Linked DNA regions of Anser cygnoides: region 2 is linked to region 1. Evidence: chromatin contacts called from public Hi-C data. All regions are on one chromosome and are shown on one strand. Each heading gives the region's core, a stretch centred on a gene start, on an enhancer-like site or on the middle of the called end of the contact. The rest is flanking DNA. Distances are from core to core; before and after follow the strand shown. Region 1 holds the start of GFM1 (G elongation factor mitochondrial 1). Region 2 holds the start of CCNL1 (cyclin L1).

What was found. A called contact is a pair of places that touch in the nucleus more often than the background predicts.
Region 2: a Hi-C map of granulosa cells shows a contact between it and region 1, with 1.6 times the contacts expected there. The contact joins the promoter of CCNL1 here to the promoter of GFM1 in region 1. A contact is called at or near these places in 2 of 7 Hi-C or Micro-C datasets (granulosa cells and liver).

What each region holds. Positions count from the first base shown.
Region 1 is chr9:25,189,828-25,194,874 of Taihu_goose_T2T_genome, forward strand. GFM1 (G elongation factor mitochondrial 1) reads right to left here and starts at 2,000. Exons shown (of 18, transcript XM_048059517.2): 1 at 1,816-2,000; 2 at 1,194-1,346; 3 at 423-555; 4 at 11-215. The coding sequence starts at 1,875. MLF1 (myeloid leukemia factor 1) reads right to left here. Exons shown (of 7, transcript XM_048059367.2): 7 at 3,001-5,047.
Region 2 is chr9:25,573,696-25,578,742 of Taihu_goose_T2T_genome, forward strand. It overlaps CCNL1 (cyclin L1), which reads left to right and starts at 3,062. Exons shown (of 11, transcript XM_067002730.1): 1 at 3,062-3,395; 2 at 3,596-3,670; 3 at 3,793-3,902. The coding sequence starts at 3,090. LOC136791478 (a long non-coding RNA gene) reads left to right here. Exons shown (of 2, transcript XR_010833695.1): 1 at 1-134; 2 at 1,058-2,013. LOC125182277 (a long non-coding RNA gene) reads right to left here and starts at 3,623. Exons shown (of 2, transcript XR_010833694.1): 1 at 3,336-3,623; 2 at 2,053-2,236.

The DNA.
Region 1 (5,047 bases), core at 750-3,249:
TGATAGATACCTCAACTGCTGGACTGCTCTGGCTGGACTAGAGCCCTGTCTGTCCAGTTTATTGATGAACGTTACAAACGGCACACCGTAACGTTTCATTTGCCTGTTCACGGTTATTGTCTGGCACTGAACTCCTCCAACAGCACAGAGAACCAGAATAGCTCCATCAAGAACTCTCAAAGATCTCTCTACTTCAATTGTGAAGTCTACGTGTCCTACATAACAACAATAAAAAAAAAGTTATTCATAGATGATAAAAAGTAGTAATGGTTTTCTCACAGCTGCAGAAAACAGCAACACCAATGAAATCGGTCTCCAGACATACCAAATCTCAAGGTCAGTCACTAATGAGCACAAAGATGGCACCATGTTTTTTATATACGAAGGAAGAGCAACCCTGAAGCATTCAGAACTGCCATTACCTGGCGTGTCTATGATGTTGATGTTGGTGTCCTTCCACATGGTGTACGTTGCTGCAGACTGGATCGTGATTCCACGTTGCCGCTCTAGCTCCATTGAATCCATGACAGCTCCAACTCCATCCTTACCTTTCACCTTAGCAACAAATAAATAAATAAAAATTATTCCAAGAGTTTACTGAGAATTCTACAGGAGCAGGAGTGATCCTTCATACAGTGAGCATCATCCTTCACGCAGCAATGAAAAGGAGATGTGAGAGAATCACTAATTCCTGAAGTGCAAAGAAGCTTGATTTTTTTGCAGCTTCATCTACTATGCCAGTGTTTTGCTCTCCTGAAGATCATCACCCTGAAAGAGGTTATCAAAAATCTGCCACAAATTAAGCTTCGCTGTTAATTTAATAAACTAATATATCTGAATGTAAAAACTATATCCTTATGTTCTCTCAGTTTCTCACAGCCTTCTCTGACAGTATTAAAAGAAACATGCATCTCCCATGGTATATTTACCAGAGATAGGGAGAAGTCTCGAAATATGATTTTAAGTATTCTGGAAGAGGGAGAACACTGCAGCAAATGAGGGATCACTTTGATTCCCTTCTTCTCCATTTATTTTTAAAGGGGCATCAAGGACAGCGTGCCCACCGGGTCTGTAGGCACAGCTCCCTGACCCCACACAGCAGGCTGCAGATGAACAAGTCTCAGCAGCGCTGCGATGGCACCCAACACAGCCCACAGAGAGCCACCCTGCTCTGGCATCCCCCGAAAACTGACCTCGTGCATTTGTGCTATCCTGCCAGTGTAGAAGAGGACTCGCTCCGTTAACGTTGTCTTCCCCGAGTCGATGTGGGCGGAGATGCCGATATTGCGGATCCTCTCGTTGGGAAGGATGCCTGAGGAGCATTGCCTACAGACGTTCAGGAGAAACTGGAAGAGAGGATCATTGCTGGTTTAGGGAAGAACAGATACAAACGCAGCTCAAAAAACTTCTGGTCAGCCTGCTCTTCTACAGCAAATTGCTCCCAGGCGGCCTTTCCGAGCATCCTGAAGCCCTCCAGAGCCCCCAGGAACCAGGCAGCCCCCCCAGGCCAAGGCCCGCCGCGTTGTCCTTTATCCCTATCCCCTTGATGGAGCCACTCCAGCTTTCCTCCGCCAGTCGGGCGCCTTCAGACCAACGAGGGACTTCTCGAGGTCGAATACAGACAACCCTTTTTTCCCAGAATTGCCACTTTTGGCCTCTTTTCCCCAATCCCCCTCCCGCCCCGTCACGGTGCGGCCCGGCGCAGGCCCGCTCCCCCTCAGCGCGTCCCCGCGGCCGGGCCCTGTCAGGGCGCTCCCCGGCCCCCGCCGCGGCCCCTCGCGAAATGGCGGCCGGTCCCCGCCCGTGCCCCGCTACCTGCCCGCGCCGCCGCTGCTGGCGGCCCCGCGCCGCCCCGGCCCGCAGCGCCCGGAGCATGGCCGCCGCCGCCCGCCGCCGCCTCAACGCGACGCTTCCGGAGCGCGGCGCATGCGGGGCCGGCGCCGCCGGGAGCCGGGAGCGGGGCCGGGGCTCGCTGCGTGCCCCCGGGATCGGGCGCCCCGGGGCCGCCTGAGGGGATTTCGCCTGCGCGCAGCCCTCGGCGAGCGCCGGCAAGGAGGAGGCCTGAGCGCTTCCTTGGGTAGCGCAAGGGTAAAAGCGCAGAAAGCGGGGGTGTTCAGATATCGCCGTTCCCACGTTTGCCGGAATTCTCGGTTTTAAACCGATGCTGAAGCTGCTCCCGCCTCCTCACCCTGCCCTTCTGCCCTCGCCTTGCACGGGCACGTTGGGGAGTAATGGGAGGTGCAAGGCGGCTCCTGCTTTTGGGGGGCTTTGACATGTAAATGTGAGACCCTAAAAAGAATACAACTCATCTTCCCCCCAAAAAACGATATTGACTCAGATGAAAATAAGGGCTACTTATACTAGGGAACCATGGCTGTAGACAGGCCTGGGTTATGGCATGTAAAGGCTCAGTGTGCACTTATGGGACTGTGATAACCAGCACCTCTCAGCCTGGGGACTTGGGAGACAGCAGTGACTGAGAGGGACAGGAGAGTTGGCCTGCTCTTTAAGGGCTTCTTGGGACTGAGCTTATTTTTAATACTTTATGAAAAAAACACACACTGGAACAGGCTCCCCAGTGAAGTAGTCACTGCACCAAGCGTGTCTGAATTTAAGAAGTGATCAGACTGTGCACTTAGTCACATGGTCTAAACTGGAAAGTAGCAGCTGGAAGAGATGACATTCTAACACTCAAATGATAGCTCAATGAAGTAATGTATATAGCAAATTTTATTTAAATATTTGAGAGTAGAGATACTTTTCTTTCCTGGTATAATCATAGTTAGTCTTTAATGTAAGAAACACTTGGCCCATGACCAAATGTTTTCTTGTTGCAAAGCTTTTTTTTTTTTGTTTGTAGTAAATGCATGTTTTTTTCTGGAAAGAGACCCATTTCCCTTGCTGTGTTGCTACTGATGTCACATGGAAGAATATTTTAGAGCAGCCCAAACTGAGTAATGCACAAATCATTGTGGTATAAAGTAAGCCAAACACTAAACATAAATAATAAATAACTCTTTATTAAAGAACTATAGTTTCAGATGTTCCTATGTAGAACAATTTCTCTTGCATAACATTAACATTGTTTTGCATAACAAAGTAGTCTATAATGACTATTAGCCCCTTTCTACTAAGATTTTTTATAACCCATGATGTTCTCATTTTCTCAATTGTTTATGTTCATCCATCCCAGTAAAGCATAGGCAAAAATACAAGCAGTCAGATGAATTCTGTCTTCTGTTAAATAGCAACATCTCTCAAAATTCAGATTTCTGCTGAAGTTACAACATATTGTTTTCTGCTGTTTATCATTAGGAAATTTAAGTGACATGCCTGAAAAATGCCTCTATGGCCTGATATTCTCACTTACATTAATTGCAAAATTGATGTCTTCAGTGAATGAAGGATCAGGCCCTAAGCTGTACTCTTACCTTCTGAAGAGAATAAAAGCATCCTTAGATTAAGGGTTCTGGCAGACATCCTCCGCAGGTATTATTACTGTGGTAGTACACATGGCTTTCTGCCTGTTTCCCTGTCAGAGATTTCAGCTCCCACAGCATCAGCAGCAGAAGGGATGTGCGCATGTCTGAGCTACAACACACGCTGCCTACTACAGTAAATCCTCTTACCTTGACTGCTGGTGGAACAGTGCAACAGCAAAAAATTATTGCTACTAGTATTTGCTCTAATAGAAATAAGGCCACTGTGTTAAACAAGCAGAGAAACTATTATTTTCTCATCAGTTCAAAAAAAGTACTTTTTTTTTTACACATTAATAAGCAACATTAAATAATCTGAGGAATCTGCAGAAAGATACAACCTAGACCATTTCTTTTAGCCATGAATATTAAACTTTTTAAACAATTTTAACATAGTGACTTTTTTGAAGGCTACACTATGTTTTAGCCTTGAAATATATGCTTTAGTGCTAATGCTAGAGTAAGTTTCTGTAGATACAACATTCTACAACATGGGATCAGAGTAACGAGACAGCACACAAACTTAACACTTCTAATACAGAGACACTTCCTGTTCTCAGTCAGTTTGCTTTCCTATAGAACACCAGACCCTTTCACCAAACGACAGTGAGAAAAGTGTCAAGGGAGGTCAAATGTTAGATGTAGGATCCTTCTACATCCACTAAATCAGGGTATGAAATAATATAAGAACTCATCTCAGCTGAGGGGGGAAATGGTTTCCTGCATGTAGGGATATAGCTTTTTAGAACAAGAAATGCTTTTTAGAACAAGAAATGGGATAATGAATGGTTGCACATTACTGAATCAATTCTCCCATGTTTTTCCAATTAGGAGCTGATAGTTACATCTGAGTTTCTTACGACACAGTGATTTTATTCTAGAGTAATGGAAAACCTCAATGGAGAACCTTCAAGAATGAAGAATAATGGGCTACCTCCAAAGGAAACATACAAAGGACCAGAAATATGAGATTAACAGGCTAGAGATGGAGATGAGAGATGCAAGTGCAGCTTATGAACGTAAGAATGCTGATAAACCTGATAAACACAATTTAAAAGTAGTATTTGTTATTTTAGTACTCCTCTCACTTTTTCATTTTAAAAATCAAGATGAATCTGGGGATTCTATACCAATTTAAAGTATGAATTTAAAGCTCTATATACAGTGGCTACAGGGTACTGAAATGGCTATTGATTGCTGTATCACCAGAACAAATTATTTTGGCCACAAAAAGTAAGAACAGAATTTGCTTTCTGTGCAAGTCGCACAATGCGGGGGGGAAAAAAACTTTAATTATCAGGCTTAAAAGTCTGAGACTGGTGCAGTTTTAAGTGGAGAAAAGACTCTGCTAACCAAAGCATATATTTTTAATAGTTTATCAGTAATTCTGTTTAAAGTGCTTTTAAGTAGAAAGGTTTTTGTTGTTGTCTTTTCTGTATTTACTGACACTAGTTGACTTAACCTAGGAGCTGAAGTTTTAAACAACATTCAACAGTCAATAGATTAGAGTAGCAAGACACTAAAACAAAAGACAGATTGGTCATACATGTGTATACTTATATGAACAT
Region 2 (5,047 bases), core at 1,812-4,311, 380 kb after region 1:
CTTCTTTCCAGACTTTTTGGCACGTATCGCTAACTGCTTTGAGAACGGAAAGAGCCGCTCACCTTCTGCAAATGCCCATGAACCTGATAGTCTCACCTTCAGAATCTGAGGGTTAGAGAACTGAAACAACCATGGTAATTTTTCCCCGGCTCCCCTTTTTATTATTCCTTTGATCTTTAGTACTTTCGGCAGTCTGTAAATTGTTTTTGCCATTGCAGAGACGCTTAGCACTAGCATTGTGTGTTCGCTGGACTTCTCTTGGCTGCGCAGTGCAACACAGAGGGCTATTGGAGGTTTCTAAAAGACCAGTGATCTTCCAGAAGTGGTGGTGGGCTTTTTGAATCTCTGCATTTTTATTTTTTATTTCTCGGTGACTGTACAAGCACATGGCTACAGGGAGGGAACTTGTGAAAGGAACAGGAAACTTGGGTGGGCACACTAACCCTTCCAACTACTAGAACCCATGCTGAGCCACAAAGAACAGCACCTCCCAGGACTGGGGAAAAACCAGAAAAGCAAATAAATGCTTACGAAAAAGCACTACTTTGGTAATAGGTACAGACTGGCTTTCAGAGCCCAAACTACAAACGGAAAGGAAGGCTCACAGACAAACATTGGACTGTGGACTTGGTGATCTCCACAAGACGTGTAAAACTCGCAATGTTTGCCTAACCGCCCTCCCCGTGACACAGGACAGTGCCCCAGCCGCCCGCCCAGCATCTGCTGCTGGCACAGCTCCTCCGGCTCCTTCAGCGCGACCCTCCCGCGACAGCCTGGCAGGCGGGGGTTCAGCAGCCATCTCCTGTCACTGATTAAAACCTTGGATCTGTATCTCTCCACAAACGTTCCTTCCTGTCCTAGGTTTTGTTAGCGTAACGAACCCTGGCAGCAGTGAATCGCTCTGGCTCTGCTCAGTTAAGGGTTAGACGGCAACCTGGCCCTGCCCTCTGGGGTTTGGGCAAACTTGTCCCTGTGCAAGCCCTCTGCTCCTGTCAGGTTTGCTCTTCCTCAGTAACCAGTGGGAAAAAAAAAAATATATATATATATATCTTTCCAGAGCACTCAGCCTGTCCCACAAGGTCACGACTGCATCGGCGAGCACTCCTGACGGACACAGCCCACACACAGGCACCAAACTGCCGTGGGTAGCTCTCAGACAGCGGATCCCGTGGGCACAGGGCTTTCCGCGTTGGGATATCCCTGCTGGAGCGCTGCCGCGGCCTCTTATCCTGCTCCACAACCCACAGCAGGCCGGTGAGGCGGCGTGGGGTGACGGATCAGGTGAGCTAGTGACCTGGCACCGGGGCCGCGGGAGGGGGGCTGCAGTGTGGCGCTTTGTGTGACATGGCCGCGCCCTGCCTGCCCTCAGAGCCGGCCGGGGACGGCCGGGGACACGGCCCCACAGCGGCCGCTCCCTGCCCCGCACGCAACATGGCGGCCCGCTGACGGCGCGGGGCGCTGCCAATCACACCGCGGGAGCCAATCAGGTTCCGAAGCTGCCCGCCGGGGGGGCGGGGCTTTCCTGGCAGTTCGCGTCTCCCTGCGGGCGGGTAGTCCCGGCCGGGTGCGCGGCCGCGGAGGGATACGGACGGGCAGGCGGGCGGGGCGCGGCGCGGCCGTTCCGAGAAGTGACGCGATAGCGGAAAGTACGCTTCCGCCGCCCCCGTGGCGGGCCGGCCGGGGAAGGGGCTGCTGCGGGGCGCTGAGGGGGCTCGGTGCCGGCAGCGCTGTGAGGGAGCGGCGGCTCGGGCTCCAGGAGGAGCCGGGGCCCGGCTGTGCCGCCTCTGTGCCGAGCTCTTCTGCCGAAACGGGGCTGGGCTCTGTAGAACCCCTGCTGTACCGATGGGGTGTGTGGGGGTGCGCCCCGGCTGCCCACCGCCCCCCTTGGGGCTTGCCAGAACTGTTTCTCAAGCAGCACACAATTGCAGTAGTAAACTACTACGGTAATAACAGCTTGCTAAAAAGGGGGTCGTTCCCCGCTCTTCAATAACCTGTTGCTAGAAATAAATGCATCATACACAGCGTGTCTGTAGTCAAGAGCTACCACACTGGTGCAGCTGGCAGAAATAACGTTTTTAGTAAGGAAAAGTGGGTGCAGATGGCGGCCCGCTGGCACCAAGGTCTGTGTGCGATGGGCTAGGTGCACAGCGAGCACCCACGGGACGCAGAAGCCTCCAGGACTGGCTTGGCGATGTGTTCAGCACGGCCGATAATCCGCAGGGATCCTCACCGGGATCTGTGGGGACATGAGATACCGGGGTGTGACAGCATGGGGGGCAGCGAGGGCTGGGCGGCTTCCCAAATCTGGGGTATGTGTGTGGGTGCCCAAATACTTGGTACGTGTGTGGGTACGCAACTCCGGGGTACGTGTGTGGATACCCAACTCTGGGGTACGTGCGTGTGTACCCAAATTCTGGGTATGTGTGTGGGTACCCAGCTCTGGGGTATGTGCGTGTGTACCCAAATTCTGGGTGCGTGTGTGGGTTCCCAACTCTGGGGTATGTGTGTGGGTTCCCAAATCCTGGGCATAGCCACGGCAGCCCGGTCAGTACCGCACACTCCCGCCTGTGGAAGGTAACACTGCAGGACTGCGCTCTCAGCCAGGAGTCGCGTGGCCCAGCTCACGTCAGCGCCGCACCACAGCAGTTGTGCGCTGTTACCCGACGTGGGGGTTGTTCTCCTGCCCGCATCCCTCAGGAACACCAAGCACCGTCAGCTGGGGCAGCTCAGGGCGAGCCGCTTCCAGTCACAACCCGCCCGCTGCGGTGTAAGGCGTGCGGAGAGGCGGCCGCCTTGACTCGCCCTTTGGTGCGGACGCAGGAATTTCACTTTTTAGGGCGATTTCTCCAAATTATCTGGAGCGTAAAGGAGTTCCTTACGGAGAACGGACAAGCTTGAAGGGGCCCCTTCACGCCACCCCCCCCCCCCCCCAAAAGTCTGTCAGGGCCGGGCGGGGCGGGGCGGCGGCGCGCGGGGGGACTTTTTTTTCCCGGCGTGCCCCGCGCGGACGCCGCGGGGTGCTGCGTCACGGCGCCGGGCCGCGCTAGTCTCTGCGTGGCCGGCCGCGGGTGCGGACGCGCGCCGCCATCATGGCCTCCGCCGCCGCGCTCCCGGCCCCCCCCGCCGCCGCCCCTGCCGCCGCCGTCGCCACAGCCGCCGCCCCGCCGGCCCCCTCCTGCTCCTCCGCCGCCGCCGCCGCCGCCCCGGGTATCCTGATCGGCGACCGGCTGTACTCGGAGGTGTCGCTGACCATCGACCACTCGCTGATCCCCGAGGAGCGCCTGTCGCCTACGCCGTCCATGCAGGACGGCCTGGACCTGCAGTGCGAGACCGACCTGCGCATCCTGGGCTGCGAGCTCATCCAGGCGGCCGGCATCCTCCTCCGCCTGCCGCAGGTCGGGGAGGGGGCTGAGCCGGGCCGGGCCGTGAGGAGGGGGGGGGGGCGGCCGCCATTGTGGCGCGGCGGGGCGGGGCGGGGGGGGGCGGCGGGTGCCCGGCACAAAATGGCGGCCGGGCGGGCTGAGGGCCTCCCTCAGTGACTGACTGACTGACTGACGGCCTCCCTCACTGACCCACCGCCGCTCCGTCTCCGCAGGTGGCCATGGCGACGGGGCAGGTGCTGTTTCATCGCTTCTTCTACTCCAAGTCCTTCGTCAAGCACAGCTTCGAGGTGAGCGCGGCGCGGCGCTGTGCCGCTCCCTGAAGGCCTTCAGGCCACGCTTCTCTTTAATTACCTAGCGTTAATTTTTTATCGCCGTTCAAATAACCCGGTGGAAATGGGCTTCCTTTCAGATTGTTGCGATGGCCTGCATCAATCTTGCGTCCAAAATCGAAGAGGCGCCTCGGCGTATAAGGGATGTGATCAACGTGTTCCATCACTTGCGCCAGCTAAGAGCAAAAAGGTAAGAGTAGTTTCCATCTCGGCACCAGCATCTTTCGTCACTAATGTGCGCTGCAGTTCTCAATCCACAGTATTTTTCCAGGCTAAGTTCAACGACCTAAAATTGAGAAAGGAGCGCGCATTGGCTGCTATGTAGGCAGTACAGCTCAGTGCTGACTACTTCTAACATTACTTTTGACTGTTTGGTAGAGCCTCTTTTATTATTTATTTAGCTACAAGTTTTTTGAGTATCAGTTGTAGTTTTAGGTCCGTGGTTGTAGTTTTAGGTATGCTATTAATTGATTTTTTTTGATGTCTCGTAGGTCTTGAAAGGTAGTGCTAGGTATGATGAGCCAATTAGTGGGTTGGTGCATATTCTCTAGTCTTTTAACAGTGTTCAGTAGTCCTAATGCTTTTCTTGTGGTAGCGTGTACCCACCCAAATGGGGTTATAGTGGCAATAAAGTACCAGTTTACAAAAGACGAAAGCTGAACTTCTCTCAGCGATAGCAGTATTACTTTTTAGAAGTAGCAGTTTTAGAATCTGAAGCAAGTATGGTTTGGCCTACAGTGTTTACAGCTTTAATGACTCGACTTCAACAAGGAATGTATAATTGAGCCTTGGAAGCTGAAGGCATCTTTAATTGCGAAAAGTGAGACTTCTGTTTTTTTATGGCATTGTGTGTTCGTGTCAGTCAGTAAAGTGGGAATGTGAGCTTACCTGATCTGTGTGCAGATCCGGATAATTTGTGTGTTCTAGTTGTAGAGCTGTTCTCAGCTGCTAGTGCCTAATACTGCTTTTTTGTGTGTAAAGTGATGTATGTTCTCATGTGTAAAGCAAATTAACACGGTGTGTTGGAGGTAGCAAGGAATGGTTGAAAGGAAGGAGTTACTGTTAAACGTAAGATATCTCTTAAATACGTGGTGCAGCAGTGTTACAGACAGGTTGGAGACTTCAGCTGTGCTGAAGTCGCTTTACTTTCAGTATCCGATCGCTTAGAACTCAGGGTAATTTATAGTTCTAGAGAGGTGGTCGTTTTCAACTAGATGTTTAAATTCACACTTTCACGTCTTGCTCAGTATTATCAACAGGAGCTCAAACTGAGTTGCGTTAACTTTTCAAAGCAGAGTAGAAATCCCTTAGGGAAGCCAGCTGTTTCTTGGTACG